2 separate regions of the Sus scrofa genome follow, and region 1 is linked to region 2. Evidence: chromatin contacts called from public Hi-C data. All regions are on one chromosome and are shown on one strand. The core of a region is the stretch at or near the end of the contact, and the rest is flanking DNA. Distances in the headings are between cores, read along the strand shown.

Region 1 (3,740 bases), core at 30-2,529, 320 kb before region 2:
GCGAAAGTATATTTGAAGCTCTTGATTCTGTTACTGAATTCCTCTAGGAAAGTGCATTCGTGTACATACCCTCCAGCACTGTATAGACACCACTTCCCCACACTTTCACCGGCTGGGTTTTATTTACTTATTTTTAAGTGTGCTAATCTGATAACTGGCAAAGAGTATCTTGTCTTCATTTGTGTTCAGGACACTTTTTGGGGGTGAAACCTTCTGGTTTCTTACTCTCTTCCTCTAGGTTCAACTTCTTGTCTTTTTTGGTTACTCATTATCAAACCCGTTCTCGCTCATAGCAACTTTTGTCAACCTAATTTCTGAGGTCTTTGATCTCATTCGATGTCTCTCAGCAGGTCTGCAGAGAGTGTGGGGGAATCAGATGCTTTTGCTCTGATTTTTACCATTTGAACAACCTCGGGCAAACCTCAGTCTTTATGATTGTATCTCCTTTTTAGCTATAAAATTTAGAGATAAGGGCTGACTTTCCCTCTCACCACAGGATTGTACTGGGAACAGAAGAGGGCTAGAAGAAAGTTCTTTAAATAGAAATAAAGTAAAAAATACCGAGTGGTACTATGACTATTATTGTTAATATGCAGTTTATATTTTCACCTTATGGGATATTCAGCTTTTAGAGAGCTGTATGCCAAAGTTTGGATAGTGTTTCCTAATTCTAAACTGGGAAAGGGGTGTGTGACAACATATTGCTTAGTTCTGAGAGTCAGCAGCACCTGGATATACTTTAGATTAAAAATGGGTTTATTGTGTTGCTTATTTATCTCATTTGCATATGGGATAACATGCCATTCTTTTCATATTGCATTGTCACCATTCACTTGCTTTGCTCTGATCCCCAGTGAGAGCTTCTCAAAGACAGGGGCGGGTTTGCTGTGTTCCTTTCTCCAGGGCCTGGTTTGTGGCCTGACACCCTGTGGGGGCTTGAGAAACATTTCTCGAATGAGTCAGTGGAAGGGACCTAGGAATGTTTTTACCCAACTTTGCAGGGAAATGACTATCCCCAAAAGGAATTATAGAGGATTTAAAAATGGAGCTTTTCTGGGGCATGTTAATTATTTTATTCATTTAATTGAGTGTGGGTCGGTTTCTGTTTCTACTCAGTAAAACTTTAAAGCTCTTAATGGCTGTTAAGCAAATGAATACAAACCCAGGGTAGAACCAGGAAAACAGGTGGCAGCTTTTGTGAGTACAAGGCTTATGGACTTGGCATGAGTATGCAAAGCTTTATACTTTCAGGGGTATAGAGTTTCTCCCTGACTGTTAGCTCAGTGGTCAGCTGTTAAAATCAGCACCAAGTGCCCATTGGGCAATGGTTTGGATCTGGTGCTGAATAAGTCATGATGATGGCACATAACTAAGGAAGCACTTCCAATGTGTGAGACCTGGTTCTAAGAGCTCCTATTTGAGGTGGTCTTTATTATTACCTCACTTTGCAGGTTAAGAAACGGAAGCCCAGGGATGTGATTGTGATTTACCTCAAGTCACATCAGTGGTTAGTGTGGGGTTGGGATTCATGAAGCAGTCTCACTCTGGAGTCCACAGGTTGCTGAATTTGAGAGATGATGACTGTGGTTTGGGATGGCTGACGATGTCTGTGCTGTGCCCTTGGGTATGGAGTCCACATTACTGAGTTCCTACTAAGGAACGTGCACTATTCTGGGTTCTTTCCAGCCACTGACTCTAGCCTTTCTCACAACGTTGTAAGACTGGTGCCATTGTTCCAGCTCTAGAATCAGACCAACTGAGACTTTGAGCAGTTCAGTAAGTGACCCAAAGGAACCAGTGAGGGCTAAGACAGCCGTCCATCCACGTCAAGTCCATTTAGCCTCCTAGCCCATGTGCTGTGCTGGTGACAACTGGGTGCTGATCCAGAGATGCTGAAGGTCCAATTCTGTTGCACTGGGAACTGTTGAGGCTTGAACCTCAGCCAAGTAATCCTTTCATTCAGGGGCTCCAGGGGTCTGTCAATCTGTCCCTGACTCTTTGTCGGTCAAGTTGAAATGGTACCTGGAGTTCATTTTCAGGCCGTGTATTCCCTGGCAGGACCATCCAGAAGGCTGGGGTGAAGTCTGGAGAGGCCTAGCTTCATTTTCTCCTGGGAAACTCACCTGTCTTATTTTTGCTAGTTGTTCAGGTTCTAAAATGGGGATAGGAATATAACTTGAAGAATATAAGTTTTTTTTTTTGTTAATTCAACAACATTTATTTAGTATTAATTGTTTGCCAGACCTTATGTAGGTGTGCATTACATTTTTTTTCTTAAAAAATTTTATTTAAGACTATAATTTGAAATAGTACTTTACTTATTTTTCGGTTAGACTTTCCATTAAGGTTTTAGAACTCAGACTTTTTTTTGAACGAAAACACAAAGTTTGTGTGCTTTTGAATAGATAACACAATTTAAAAGGCCTTAAAGAGGCTATTCAGTGAAATCATTCCCTCTTTCTCATACATGGGTGACTCGTCAATAGTTTCTTCACACTGTATCAGTCAGGGTTCTCCCTCTGTAGAGTCAACAGGAAATAGATGTATTGTTTGTATATGTGTCTATCTGTCTGTCTATCTATCTATCTCTTATCTATAAAGAAAGAGTTATTATAAGGTATGGGCTGCCTCAATGCCATTTATGGAGGCTAAAAAGTTCTAGGATCTGCCGTCTACAGGCTATAGACCCAGGAGAGTAGGTAGTGTAGTTAGAAGGCTTGAGATCCAGAGAGCGATGGTGTAGACTCCTGTCCAGTCTGAAGGCCTAAGAACCAGGGTACCAAAGGCAGGAGAAATTGATGTCCTAGCTCAAGAGGGCAGACAGAGTTAATTCAACTTTCCTCTGCCTTTTGCTCTGTGTAGGCCCCCAAGGGATTGGAATGAGGACTGTCCTTGCTGGGGAGGGCTATCAGCTTCGCTCAGTTCACCACTTCAGGTGCTGATTATTTCCAGAAACAGCCTCACAGATACACTCAGAAGCAAGGTTTAACCAGCTCTCTGGGCATCTCCTGGCCCAGTCCAACCAACATGTAAAATTACCCATTACACACACCTCTTCTGTATGTACCCTCTTCCATGTCTGTATCTAACCTGCTGCTTTGTAGCCTTTTGGCAACTTTTCAATTGTTCGCAGTCTTTTGCTGTTACAACCAATGTTGCAATGAATAACAAACAGCTTTGCCTGTGTCATTTTGCAGAAGTGCCCGTAAGCTTAATTGTTAGCTAAATTCCTAGAAGTGGCACTGCTGAGTCAAAGGCTATGTGCATTTGTGATTTGATATAAATTTCAGAACTGCCCACCTACTTCCCACCAGGTTATACCAATGAACACCTCTGCCCGGAATGTTTGAGAGAATGTTTCCCCATGCACCTGTCAACACAGTATACTAGTAAACTGGTTTTTTTTTTTTTTTTAATTTTTTTAAGTTTGGTGATTTTATAGGGGGAAAAGTTTAACTCAGTATGTTTTTGAATTTTTCATATCTCACATCATAACTGCAGTTTTTAGACATGATTTTTTAAAGAGCAATTTTAAGTTCAGAGCAAAATTGAGGGGAAGGTATGGAGAATTCTTACATACCTTCTGCCCCACATGTGTATAACTTCCTCTGTTATATTCCCCTCCCAGAGTGGGATATTTGTTACAACTGATGAGCCAACATTGACACATCCTCCTCCAAAGTCCATAGTTTACCTTAAGGTTCACTCTTGGTGACCATCTGAGTGTTTTGACAAACATA
Region 2 (3,469 bases), core at 872-3,371:
GACTTATTCCTAGAAGCACACCCAGCATTTATCTGCAACCACCACAAAGATTTTACCAAAGCAGACAGGATAGCAAAGAGACTGGAATCTGCAGGAAGACACCGTCAGAGGATCAGGCTTCAAGGTGGAGCTTTTCTTGTCTTTACAGGAGGGTGCCCAGCCCCCGCCTCCCACCCCCTCACAAGAACAGAATCTTTTCTGATTTCAGACCTGGCATGGGGCCAAGGGGGGGCAAGCATGCACTCACACTGGCTTAAACAGGTGGCACTAAATGTTTTGCTGGACGGATCATGCTCTCTTTGGCTTTGTCTCCTCATCTCTGCCTGCCTCCAATTTCCTGCTGCAGGTGGGGCTGGGGCCATTCTGGAGATGCAGCTGAGCTCAGACACAGAGGAGAGCCAGGTGGAGGAAGAGCTACGGGCATGGCCGTGGGTTTTGGTGGGTGAGAAGTCTCTGCCTGAATAGGCGTGCCCTTGCCCTCTCTGGCCACATGAAAACATGAAACTGTAGCCATTGAAAATATTAGCCATCCATGACATAAATTTCATTCCCAAATTTTAAAAATACATCATAGTTTTAATTTGTTGAGCACTCGTGAACATCACAAAAATTATCTTTGACTCATCTAGAAAATAAAAACCTGGGTCTACTACAAGTAACTGGTATGTCACCATTTAGATATTTTCACCTTAAGTACCTACGCTGGTGGTGGTGTCAACTGAAAAACTGGCAAAACCCAAAGTGTGATTCTAGAAAAATGTGAGGATACTGTGCAAAAGCTTTTATCACCCCTTGCATGGTGGATGTATTATTTCTTAATCTGAGTCACTGGCATCTATTGTTTTATTTGATTTATTCCTGTTGTCCCTGAACTCACCTGGAGAACCCTGGAGGTCCAAGATGTATATGGTGATGCTGTGGTCCCCACAGCCCCTCTGACGTGCATTTCCCTGATTTCCCTCCCTTCTCAGTGGTGTTATCAGAGGATTTATTTGCCTTCCCCCAGCAACCACCTTCACCACTACCACCGCTACTCCAATTCGCATCTTTCTGGAGAACAGAAAGATTTATAAGGACCGAGGCTTGGGCTGGGGTTGAGTGATTTTTTTCAAAACATTAAACATAGTCAGCTCCCAGACCAAGCCCCGTGCAGGACACAGCAGGGCTGCAGAGCCTAGATTCCCAGGATTTGGCTGAAGGAAGACAATTGTTTACCAACAGCTTTCATAGATTTTAAACTGAGAATTATGGAATTAAATATATTTTATATTCAAGTTTTTGTTTTGGCTCCATGGGTTAAGAACCCAACTAGTATCCATGAGGATGCAGGTTCAATCCCTGGCCTTGCTCAGTGGGTTAAGGATCTGGCATTGTCTCAAGCTGCTGCATAAGTCACAGAGGAAGCTTGGATTGCTGTGGCCGTGATGTAGGCCAGCAGCTGTAGTTCCAATTCATCCCCTAGCCCAGGAACTTCCATATGCTGCAGGAGCAGCCCTGAAAAGAAATACATATATATATATTTCTTAAAAATATTTATAAAATAATATATATATAATATTTACACATATTTATTAAAGTATTTATATATAAATATATTTTACATTGCAACTCAGTAAACACAAACAGTGAAAACAAGATTCAGTTCTGTCGTTGGTTCTATTCTCTTCTGTCTAGTCTTGCTCAATTTTTTTCACAGTGTGGGTCCCAGTCCCTTGATTGTTTAAAGACAGACTTACTGTTTCCAAAGCAGACAAACCCAGCTGTCTGAGCTCCAGCTCCCCAGCCAGCCGGGTACCACTCCATCATGATAATCTGCTTTCTTCAATCAACAGGCTTCATCACGAAGATATTTTGGCTCCTCTTGGATGACCTAATTGCTGGGTCAGTTAAGTTTGTTGTTTTAAGTGACCGCAGGCCCACAGAAGTATTCCCAACAGCAAAGTCTTGAGTGAACATAACTTCCTGCCTGTGTAACAGGATGACATCAAGAGGAAAAGAAAGTTGCCCCGTGGGTGAAGAACCTTGTGAAAGAGAAAAGCATTTCCTCTGTAGGGACCCAGGCAGCCTGAGGTTCACGCCCCAACTTGGAAACACCAGAAGCCACGCAGAGCTTCCCCACGGCGCCGCTGCGCCCTCTGCTGGCGGCGGAGGCGATGCTCCCCGTGACCGCCCGCGCGAGCCCCCAGCTCTCCCTCCACCCGGCTCTCCTCTGTGCCTGAGTTCAGCGGCATCTCCAGAAACACCCCCCAGCCCTAGCTGCAGCAGGAAATTGGAAGCAGGTAGAGACAAGGAGACAGCCAAACAGAGCATGTTCCGTCCAGCAAAACGTTTAGCCCGTGTGAATGCATGCCTCTCCCTCAGGGCCCTATTCGGGTGAGGGGGTGGGACGTGGGGGCGGGGCAGCCTCTTGTTAAGACAAAAATCTCCACCTTGAAGCCTCCTGTAAAGAACCCACAGCCTGCGGGGATATCCGCCTTCAGACCAAGACCCCCCCCGCCCCCCCCCGCCCCCAGTCTAGAGGTCAAATTGGCGCTAGAGCTGCCGGCCTATACCACACCACAGCCGCAAGCAACACAGGATCCGAGCCACGTTGGTGACCTACACCGCAGCTCAGGGCAACGCCAGATCCTTAACCCACTGAAAGGGGCCAGGGATTGAACCCTAATCCTCATGGATCCTAGTTGGGTTCATTAACCGCTGCACCACCAAGGGAACTCCAACGGTTGTCATCATTAATGCCCACTGGGAAAAGGACCGAAGTAGGTAAAAAGGGAATTCACAAAACAAGGGCTAATTCCTACGTAGACCTAGTGAAGGAAAAAGTATAAAACATCACAAATCATCTCTTGGTACTAGTTGGGGATGGTTACAATGTGCCAGACTTGGTACTAATCTCTTTTAGTGTGTTTTCCCACTTATTACTCTCAGTGATTCTATATTTTCTCCGCTTTAAAAATGAAGAAATTGAGGCTGTAAGAGCTCCCCCAGGGGTAATGCAGTCGTATAAAATGGTCTTAGGGAAATTTATTACTGAGTATTTGGTGATATTGTAGCATTACCTTTAACATTTTAGTATGATAATTGTACCCTTGTTATGTTTCCAAGAGAGTCCTTGTGTTTTAGACATGGTATAGTGAAGCACTTACAGATGAAATACTAAGATGGCTAAGATTTGTCTAAAAATCATCATCCAGTTCAAGGAGAGGAAGAACACTTGAGAGAAAGTGTTTTTTGTTTTTTTGTTTTTTTTTTCTTGTTTCAAGAAAGAAACACTTGAAACAAGAGGACCATGAATAAGGGTCATGGGGACCCATTATCTTATTTTCTCTATTTTTTGTACATACATGGAATTTTCTCCAAAGAAAAGTCTGAACATTGAAGTGGTTGAAGATTTTTTTTTTAAACCCAACTAACTCTCAGGTGAGCAAACTTGCCTAGAAAAAAAAAAAAAAAAGACATTTTTCTTTTC

Evidence for each region. Hi-C and Micro-C count contacts between places; a contact is called where the count stands out from the background.
Region 1: a contact with region 2 is called in a Hi-C map of embryonic fibroblasts, with 3 times the contacts expected there. The contact joins two enhancer-like sites. A contact is called at or near these places in 2 of 47 Hi-C or Micro-C datasets (embryonic fibroblasts and fibroblasts) and 1 of 2 datasets of contacts at active chromatin or transcription factors (skeletal muscle).

What each region holds. Positions count from the first base shown.
Region 1 is chr3:52,281,075-52,284,814 of Sscrofa11.1, reverse strand. All of the region lies in intron 1 of IL1R1 (interleukin-1 receptor type 1), which reads left to right. Among named protein-coding and RNA genes, the nearest start is that of IL1R1, 52 kb to the left of the region's middle. Within about 2 kb of position 1,279, at least 8 of the 83 cell types and tissues checked have an H3K27ac peak or open chromatin away from gene starts, as enhancers often do. A contact at or near this core is called in embryonic fibroblasts, where this site is marked.
Region 2 is chr3:51,963,478-51,966,946 of Sscrofa11.1, reverse strand. No RefSeq gene overlaps it. Among named protein-coding and RNA genes, the nearest start is that of IL1RL2, 46 kb to the left of the region's middle. Within about 2 kb of position 2,121, at least 24 of the 83 cell types and tissues checked have an H3K27ac peak or open chromatin away from gene starts, as enhancers often do. A contact at or near this core is called in embryonic fibroblasts, where this site is marked.